3 separate regions of the Anser cygnoides genome follow, and all the other regions are linked to region 1. A link is a contact called in public Hi-C data. All regions are on one chromosome and are shown on one strand. Each heading gives the region's core, a stretch centred on a gene start, on an enhancer-like site or on the middle of the called end of the contact. The rest is flanking DNA. Distances are from core to core; before and after follow the strand shown. Region 1 overlaps ATXN1 (ataxin 1). Region 2 has its middle 15 kb from the start of ATXN1. Region 3 overlaps LOC125182079 (a long non-coding RNA gene).

Region 1 (2,868 bases), core at 207-2,706:
CCCTGCGATCCACACGGGTCTTCCCCCTCCTCCTCCTCACAGTTGCTCGCCGTGTCTTGGCAACAGCTAAAATTATTATCTTACACATGACTTACGGGTTTTTATTTTTAAGTCCGACTAAAAATAAAATCGCCGAGCTCACATTTGCGCAGTCATCCTTAGTTAAGTTTAGCTCACTGTAGTCTTCTGCCCTGGGCGGTCGGCTCTGGCAGATAAGCCAGCAGCTGCTGGCCGGGGTGCTCGCACCGCTCCCTCGCACCGGCCACGGGCGCTGCGAGGGGAAAACGGGGATGTGGGATGGAGGCAGGGTGCTGGCCCAAAACAGCGAGTGCCCACACATCACACACCGCAGCTGGAAGGGGGCTTGTGTGCGGGACTGGGCAGGGCCAGTCCCTGCTGGTGCAATGGGGAAAGCGGACTCCCCCAAACCCCGTCGCTCCAAAAGCCCGAGGCGATCGGACTCGGCTTCCCCAGATGAAAATTACCGGTGTGCTGCCATACGAAACCTGGTGAGGTTTCACTTTGCGGGAGCTGAAGCGAAGGTTTTGTTCTGCTACATAGGATTGAACCGCTGAGTTTTGGGTAGCCTCCAAAGTCAAAGCTAACATTCCTCAAAAATACCACATGCTAAATCTTTTTCTCTCTTTTTTTTTTTTTTTCCTTTTGTTGGTATTTCTTATGGCTCTCTGCATCATCACTGGCAACAAAAGGGCTACCCAAAATCTCCCGGAGAGCACAGGAGGAATGAACAAGCTTAATGGAGACAGAGGAGCAGACAGCAGTAGAGCGGTGAAGACTGCCCCACTTTTCCAAGCCCGAGTACTTCACGGTTAGACTTTGAACTCCAGCAGACATCGGACTGGATTTGCAGAAATGTAAATGTGCAGCAAAAACCAGCCTATTTCTGCTCCAAGACTTAGAAGCAAAATGATAAGTTTTCAGCATAATTCAAGTTCCCGCAGCAGAGATAACGCGGGGCTGATTTTGCTCGGGAAGCACTGCAAGGCAGACATGCCGGAGTGTCTCAAAGGCAAGAGGTACGAGGCATGGTTAAACCGCTCTCTGCTGGTTGCCCTAGAAAGATGAACGCCTGCCTTCCGAGGTGCGGGGCACAGTTTATTATTTGTATGCTCTTTTTTATTGATCTGAGTAATTTTTCCAGGTCTGGAGATTTCCTTTCTCTTTAACTGCAGAGCTGTCGATCACGATTTGCAAGATACTCAGAACAGCAGCAAACACTGGGTGATTTTTTTTTGCGCCCGCTTTGTAGGCGCGTGTCACACAAGCACATGCGTGCGTGTGTGCACGTGTAATTACGACTAGGAAGGCAAAGGGGGCAAAGAGATCAGGGACAGCAGCTGGACTTTGGTATCTCTGGCAGCTCGTACACAGGGAACATTGCTAAAGTGTCTGGACAGCCAGTGTCCACTGGCAGCCTGCCCACACTCGAATTCCTGGAAAGGCTTAAGGCAGAAAAATAATCACTTGGAGGAGTCACCATCTGGGTTTGCTCTGGTCCCGAAGGGATTGCTCACTAGAGCTCAGGATGTGCATTTTTCATGCAAAGCTCCAGCGTGCCTCTGCAAGGCACTTTAAAACTCACTACGTCTCCCAGAACGCTATTTTTCTGTTTATTTCATCTAACAAATTTAAAACTCATGAGAGGATGCTAGGTTATAGCCTGAAGGGCTGACCTCCTTAGCTATCCAGAGCTCGCTGCAACGCAGGTAAAACCAGCAACGAAGGTAAAACCAGCGCCTCCCTCCACGCCGTAGCCTCCTGCCGCGTCCCACCACCCAGACCTGAGCCAAGAGGCTGGGGCCAGTCCCACTGTCACTGCCCTCAGACGTCAGGCGCTTTTCACAGTCCCACGACGTGGCTGGTTTTTAGGTCTCTAAAACACCTTCAGGAATCTGGTCCCCCATCCCCTCCGGTCCCTCAGCTCCCTGCAGGTGGTAACGAATTCACGCAGCCGTTTGCCACTCGGCAGCTAGCACACTTACTATTATTACCAGTGTTTAGGTTTTGCTTTCCAGCTCCAGGTATGACTAGCAATTTCCCACACTCGATAAAAAACTGGGTCTCCTCTCTGTCAGGCAGCACTGCCCCGCCTGGCAAGTTTACATCAATGAAATATTCAAAGCGTACACCAAAAAAAATAATCCTTTGCATCGCATCTGACACGCAGCTCTGTGCCCGGTGTGTTACCAGGGGGAATCAGGCTCACGCTCCTGCCTCGCGTCGCCTGCCCATCCTATCGTGACACGCTGAGCAGGTGCCTTCAGCATCAGCGGGTATCGGCGGAGGGGGAAGGCACTGCATCCCACCTCCCCCTCCTCTCCGGGGAGCTTGGCATCCGCGGGATCAGATTCCCGGGGATTAGAAGGCAGGCACATTGCAGAGCGCTCTGCAGCTGCATTCGGCTCTCAGATCTATTTGCCAGCTTCCCCCAGCTCCACGGCCCATCCTCTGCCAGCTACCTATTCATGGTTGTAACCGCTGCGGATTTCATCAGCCCTGCCATGTGCAGCCCAGCGCACGCCAGCAATAGCTGTAGGAGTTTATTGTCCGATCCCACCGATTTCACGCTTCCCTGGCAGATTTCCCAGGAGGGCCAACTGCAGAGCGCCATTAATAAGACACATGAAAACCTCTAATAAAATTTGAAATTCTCCTCCCAAAACTAAAGGATTCCTGATCAACGCTGCATCTGGAAGACAGATTGTCCACTGCGGTGCGAGCGCTTATTGTGCTTCTGGGAATCCACCACAGCAAATTGCTACAGGTTTTTGCAGAGTGAGCAGAGCTATTTTGCACATCCCTCCTCTCCCTCCAGACAATATAAAGAACAATTGATATAAGCAAACC
Region 2 (3,076 bases), core at 522-3,021, 210 kb after region 1:
CAACACAGAGTAAAATCAGTTTTCTTGCTGTGTAAAAGCAACAGAAAGTGTTTCTATTCTTCTGTTTTACTAATTCATATTGGTAGAAGAGATGCTGTGTAAATACTTCTGGTAGGATGCCTGGCCACATCAAGACAGCCATTTCCCAAGGGATTTGATAATTATGTTTTCCCCACCAAACCACATACAGAGCCACGAATCAAAAGTGACCTTGTTGGCCCACTGGTGCTGCTGCTATGTACTTGATTACAAACTTACTGGTGCCAGTGCCAAGAAGGGGAGTTACAACATAAGCTGAAAATGAGTTCAAGCGCAGCTTTCCTCACAGAGTGTCCCTGGTAACGTGGCTGCAGAAGGCATTCAACACACAAAGATGATTTTTTTTTTAACCTTTAAACAAGATGCATTCCTTTGGTCCTTTCTATCTCTTCATGAAATCCCAATGCAAAGTTCTCCAGAAAGGTGTGTTGGGCGAGTACCCTAGGTTACAAGGTCTGCAGGAACAGCTGGAGAACTTGTAGCATTTCAAACCTAAGTCTTCTTCAGAAAAGAGGTGGAAGGCAGGCAGAGAACATGAGCAGGGGGGTCTATGCAACGCCTAGCATTGGGGCATAAGCCCATAATTAGGTCTTGTATGTGTTAATATAAGCAAAAAAACACTGGTTACTTTTGGACTGAGTGCAGGTCTAGACTTAAGGACACTGAATTCACGAGGGGAAGGGAGAGGAGAATGCAGTCCTACTATCAGCACCATCTGCTGCGATGACAGCTTGGTGCGTCAGTGCAGCCCTGCACTCACACCGGCGCTGACTCCTGGTGAGGCGCGGGGCTGAGCCACAGCAGGGAAGGACAGGAGAGGTGGTGGCACCTCACAGAAACCCTGGTACAAACCCGCTGGACACGGCTGCTGCATAGCATGGTGGTTCCTGCCCGAGGCAGGACTCTCAAAGTCCTCTGCACGACAAAGGCAGCCAGGTTTTAGCCCACGTGCTTACACTGCCCGCATCTCCTGCAGCACCCGGTGCTAGATCCAAGGAAAGACTCCAGTGCCAGCACCAAGCAAATGGGCACAAAGCTGAGGGAGGACTACACTGGGATGTAGACAGTTGAAGTTGCCCTTCCTAGGTCTTGACTGTACGTGTTAAGGAAGCAGGACTAACCGAACAGCTCTCCTCTGGGAGACTAATTTACCTTCTTCCTCCTCGCCCGACTGAGCGGCGATGCAGGCACCAGCCCCAGTAGCCTTGTCAGTACTGGGCTAGTTTGGGGCACACCCAGCTCAGGTGCCTGAAGAACCTCCCAGCAGTGAAATACTTAGCTCAGGAAACACAAAGGGCCAGGACCTGCCCTCTGGAGCCTGACAAAAGGGTTTCTGTGTACACCGAGGAATGGGGCTTCTCCAGCTGCATGCAGCTGGCTCAGTGGCCTTTTCCCATTTCTCTACAGAACCAGGGTACTTGTGTGCAAGTTATGAGGAAACCAGCAGCCCAGCTAGCCTGCTAGGAGACCGCAGTGAGATTGCTTTAGGTAACACAGTGAAAGGACCCCTTTCCCTGGCTGCTTCCTGGCCCCCCCAAACTGCCAAGCACCCCCACCTGGCATCCATTCGCGGAGCCTCCACGTAGCTGCCACGTGCTTGTGCCCCCCCCAGGGACACCGCAGGGCAGGAAGGTCCCTTAGTCCCCGCTCCTTGGAGCTGACAAGCGAGGTGAACCCGTTAGTCTCATTTTAATGCACGTGGCAAATTCACCATGCAAATCGAACGTGACTGGTGTTTGCGCCCATGATGCAAGCTAAACCCAAAACAGCAAAAGGGTCATAAAGCAGGGATTAAAGTTCAACAAGGAAGCTGATAATGAAGAAGCCTGCCCAGACTATGCCCTATTCTAGCCAGCATTACATTATCTTCTAATTTTAGAACAGCTGATTTTTTTTTTTCCCAGACCAGAAGTTGACAAGAGGCTGAGCAGCGCCGATGCTGTTAAATCTTTGTTTTCAGACGCCGTGTTTTCTCCACACTGCAAGAAGTTGTTTCAGCGTGTGAAATTTTACAGGAAGGCACACGCTGTTGGTGGATGCCCATACAGGGAGCTATGTAATATGTTGAAACCATCTGGCATTTTGCGGTTTTACTCTATCAGTCAGACGCACTGTCTGGAAACACAGGGCTCAAACCCAGAGTCCTTGATTCAGGTCAGATACCTGCAGATGCCCGCGGAAGTTTGGCCGGACTAAGAGCTGCAGAATAAAGCACTTAATTATGCGGCTGAAGTTTACGATTGATTTCAAGGGCAGCTGAGTTGGAAGCCTATTACTGCTTAGGAAGTTTTAGCACATGTAATTATTACGGCATGTTTGATATAACACATGGTCTCTGTGAAATGCTCCAAAATATCATTTTAAAGACTTTTTCTGTTGCTGTTATGCTTTGTACCTTCCAACTAAGGAACAGGCTAGTTGGATCTCGATGTGAAGCTTACTGAAAACTACCACTAAAATTAATAGAGCATAGTTACAGAAGAGTATTTTATATAGAATTACTTTCTCCGGAGTCTGAACAGTGCTGCTGAAAGCAGACTCTGGGTTACATTATTCCTGTGATCCAAATTTTTTTAACCAGCTGATGTCACTAGGGAGATTTGAAGTCTTTATAATTACAGCTCGAGGCCTGGAGGAAGAGGGGAGCAAAGACAATGAAATTATGTTTCATATGTTGATTCAGAGAGTAACCTGCAGTGGCCTGTTAACTTGCTTCATCTATCAGGAAAAGCAAATTAATTCTGTATCCAGTTGGCTTTATGAGTGGCAGCTCAATTTACTTCCCTAGTTAAGAAGGAAAGAAAGTGGCCTTTTGTCACAAACAATCGCTTCCTGCAATGCTGCCGAATAAGATGTGAAATAGGCAAAGAGCTTCCAACGTCCTACTAAGAAGTAAAATTTGTTTCTTTCATCTTCCCTCAGAGAAGGAATTCAGGTTATGCTGTGCGCTAAATTAAAGTGTTCTGCTCAGTTATGTACATGCACAGCTTTGAAAACTGTTCCTGCTTCTGGGTCAAGGGCTCTCCCTGTGGCCGGG
Region 3 (2,899 bases), core at 308-2,807, 250 kb after region 1:
AGACCAGATTGCTCTGTCTCCTGACCCCTCCAGTTGATTCCTTCCCAGCTGCAGCCAAGCACTTATGTCCACAAGAAGTTGGGAAAACAAAAATGATCAGTTACAGGTTCTGTGCCCATATATTTAATGAAATTTCACCATAGAGTGGCTGACATTAACCCAGCCTCTTCTAGCTTTTGCTGCTATCTCCTCATATTTTTGCTAGGAGTTTCTCCCAGGAGTAGAGCCACAGAGCAAGGTACAGTCCTTGCATATACACATTAAGACCTCAGTGCCCACTGAACCTTGGCTGCACCCCTCTGTGCTGATTAAGCACATTAAGCGTCTCTTTGGGGTGCATCACCTCAGTGGTGTGGCTTGTGGGTTTGGGCCTGATGAGGTACTTCTGGAGCCATTTGCAAATGGCTGGGGGATTAGGACCTTGACGTGAAGAAGAGGGTGTACTGATACAATAGCACCAGAAAACCCTACAGTGCTTTGGAAGGGCTTCCTTCCCTCTCCAAAGGCTATCTAGACTCCTCCTGTGACAGGTGGCCAAAATCAGAGGGTGCAAATAAACCCACCGTCCCTGTGCAAAACAGCATGTGGCAGGACAGTTTGTCATAAAGCTTACAAACAATTCCTCCATTTTACTCTCCTGTTACCCTCACCTTCCCTCTCTTAGCACCTCTGTGAAGTAGAAGTTTTTCCAGCATTTCAGACAAAAATCATATGAGATTGCTCATGAATCATGCAATTCCCCTAATCCCTAGAAAATATGGTATTGCTGAAAGAGAATCATGACATTTGGACTACAGGTCCCATACTTTAAACACATACCAAATTTTTTTCTCTCTCATTTAAAAACAGCAGCAACAGAACAAATGTTAGAGATCAGATTCTTCACTGCAAAGCTGTACAAAAGAGGGATACATGTTACTGGTTTAGAATAGCTGGTGTGAAGTGGTGGAAAAGGAAACATCTGGTACCTAATGAGATGTTACAAGCTTGTATTTTGCAATGAAAGTACACAAATTCGAGAGGAAAATAGACTCATAGAGCCTGAAGCCAGGAAAATCCAGCGAGCAATGGATTGATCTTTAGGCCTTCAACATCAATAGGACTATTCATGCGTTTAAACGTTACATGTGTATTTTAGCACCTGGCTGAGTTAGAACCTTAGATAGCAAATTGGGAATTTGCTGCTTGTTTTCAGCCTGCAGAAAAGACAACCCATTTTGTGAGCCTCACTGATTACCCTAGTTTATAATCTCCTTAATATCATAAGTTCCACAAAGATACATTTTGTTCCCTAGAGCTCCCCAGAAATCAGCTAAGCATATGGACTGCTTGCTTACACCTACTACAGAAGGCTGAGTATTGAGGATTTATATATTTTAGTCTATGTGGTGTAAATATGTATAAATTTATATTGTGTTAATTTATGGCATACACTACAGAAGGTTTTGCGTGAGCTACATTGCATTCCTTCCCACGTTTCTGCTGAAATATTCATCTTCGGGTCTTTTTCTCCATGTTTTCCTTAGTCTCGCCACAGATGTTTGGGCAGCTTGCGTTAGAAGGGAATGTGCCTCAGAAGTACATTTAGGAATTTAGGTGATGAGAATACCAAACTCAACTGTGTGGCTACAGCCTGAGAGGATTAACAGGCTTGGTGAACACTCACCAATGTCTCAGACCTGCCTTCTGATACACTGGCACGCATCGCAACGTAGCTCATCGATTCAGCACCACCAAGCCAGACACCCAGTGCACGGAGAGCTGCTGTCTCCAGCACTGCCAAACTAGTGCCTGACAAACATTGCGTTCACACACAAAACATGGATACATAAAGCTGCCGTGCCAAAAGAAGGCCTGATTCTCGCAAGAACAGGCACCTGTATATCAACAAACTGCACTCAGCAGCACCACAAGCAGTCCCTCCCATCTGCCTCCACGCAGCGCTGGAGAATGAAAAGGCATTAACGCGTCCCGCTCTCTTTGTGATCAATAAGGCTCTTGCTGCTCGCTCAACGAGAGCAAGGTCGAGCCATTGGGCCAAAGCATAACCCTTATCTCCTGCTGAGTCCTTATCACAAGTCTATCAACGCAGCCTTTGTGCACAAGGACTGGCGGTGGCCCAGGAGTCTCAGTGCCAAATCGCGGCAGTATTAAAAGCCTGCTGCCGGCCATAACGTCCAGGGAGAGGTACGAAGACATACAGAAAACTTAATTAAAGCGTGACCTAATCAAAAGAAGTGGGTCTCTACACAATGTTTATTTGCTTACATTCGAGTTGAGCATCAACACATTGCATTTCGCTGACTTACTGGAATATAAAAATGCACAACTACATGAATTGTACCAGAGGGAGTTACCTAAATAAATTAATAAATCATATATAGCTATTTAAATCTTTCAGCTATTACAGAGCTGCAAATGCAACACATAGTACTGACAGAGAGGAATGAACGAAAGGACACATCTGCAAGTATTTTCTCATACACACCTGAAAATTACCTTGAATTTTATTTTTGACCCATTTTCCTGTTCATTGTCCAAAAGCGTTTCTGTGTCCTGTATTTATGGCAACATACTGGGAGACCTGGGTTCAAAGTCCAGCACTGCTTCAGATTCTCTATCTAATTCTGGGAAAGTCACTTTCTCCTTTGAGGCCCTCTGGGAAAAAACAGGGTTGCAGACATTTTTCTCCAGTTCTTTTTGCTTTTCTGGTCTATTTTGGATAAGGGACAGATTTTAAAAGGTATTCTGATAGCTGAAGCTGTAACCAGTGTTCCTGGCAATCCCATCAGTCACTTTGCTTTGCCCTTGAGAATGACAGCAAATACCCCCTATCTCGAAGTGCCTACAGATCTTCACCAGATCTGACCCTACACTCTGGGATAGCATGTCCAACACA

Evidence for each region. A called contact is a pair of places that touch in the nucleus more often than the background predicts.
Region 2: a Hi-C map of liver shows a contact between it and region 1, with 4 times the contacts expected there. The contact joins two enhancer-like sites. A contact is called at or near these places in 2 of 7 Hi-C or Micro-C datasets (both in liver).
Region 3: a contact with region 1 is called in a Hi-C map of liver, with 8 times the contacts expected there. The contact joins two enhancer-like sites. A contact is called at or near these places in 2 of 7 Hi-C or Micro-C datasets (both in liver).

What each region holds. Positions count from the first base shown.
Region 1 is chr2:54,460,360-54,463,227 of Taihu_goose_T2T_genome, forward strand. The region is part of intron 5 of ATXN1 (ataxin 1); the gene reads right to left. Among named protein-coding and RNA genes, the nearest start is that of GMPR, 64 kb to the left of the region's middle. Within about 2 kb of position 1,457, at least 3 of the 3 cell types and tissues checked have open chromatin away from gene starts, as enhancers often do. A contact at or near this core is called in liver, where this site is marked.
Region 2 is chr2:54,671,675-54,674,750 of Taihu_goose_T2T_genome, forward strand. No RefSeq gene overlaps it. Among named protein-coding and RNA genes, the nearest start is that of ATXN1, 15 kb to the left of the region's middle. Within about 2 kb of position 1,772, at least 2 of the 3 cell types and tissues checked have open chromatin away from gene starts, as enhancers often do. A contact at or near this core is called in liver, where this site is marked.
Region 3 is chr2:54,714,059-54,716,957 of Taihu_goose_T2T_genome, forward strand. The region is part of intron 3 of LOC125182079 (a long non-coding RNA gene); the gene reads right to left. Among named protein-coding and RNA genes, the nearest start is that of STMND1, 52 kb to the right of the region's middle. Within about 2 kb of position 1,558, at least 1 of the 3 cell types and tissues checked has open chromatin away from gene starts, as enhancers often do. A contact at or near this core is called in liver, where this site is marked.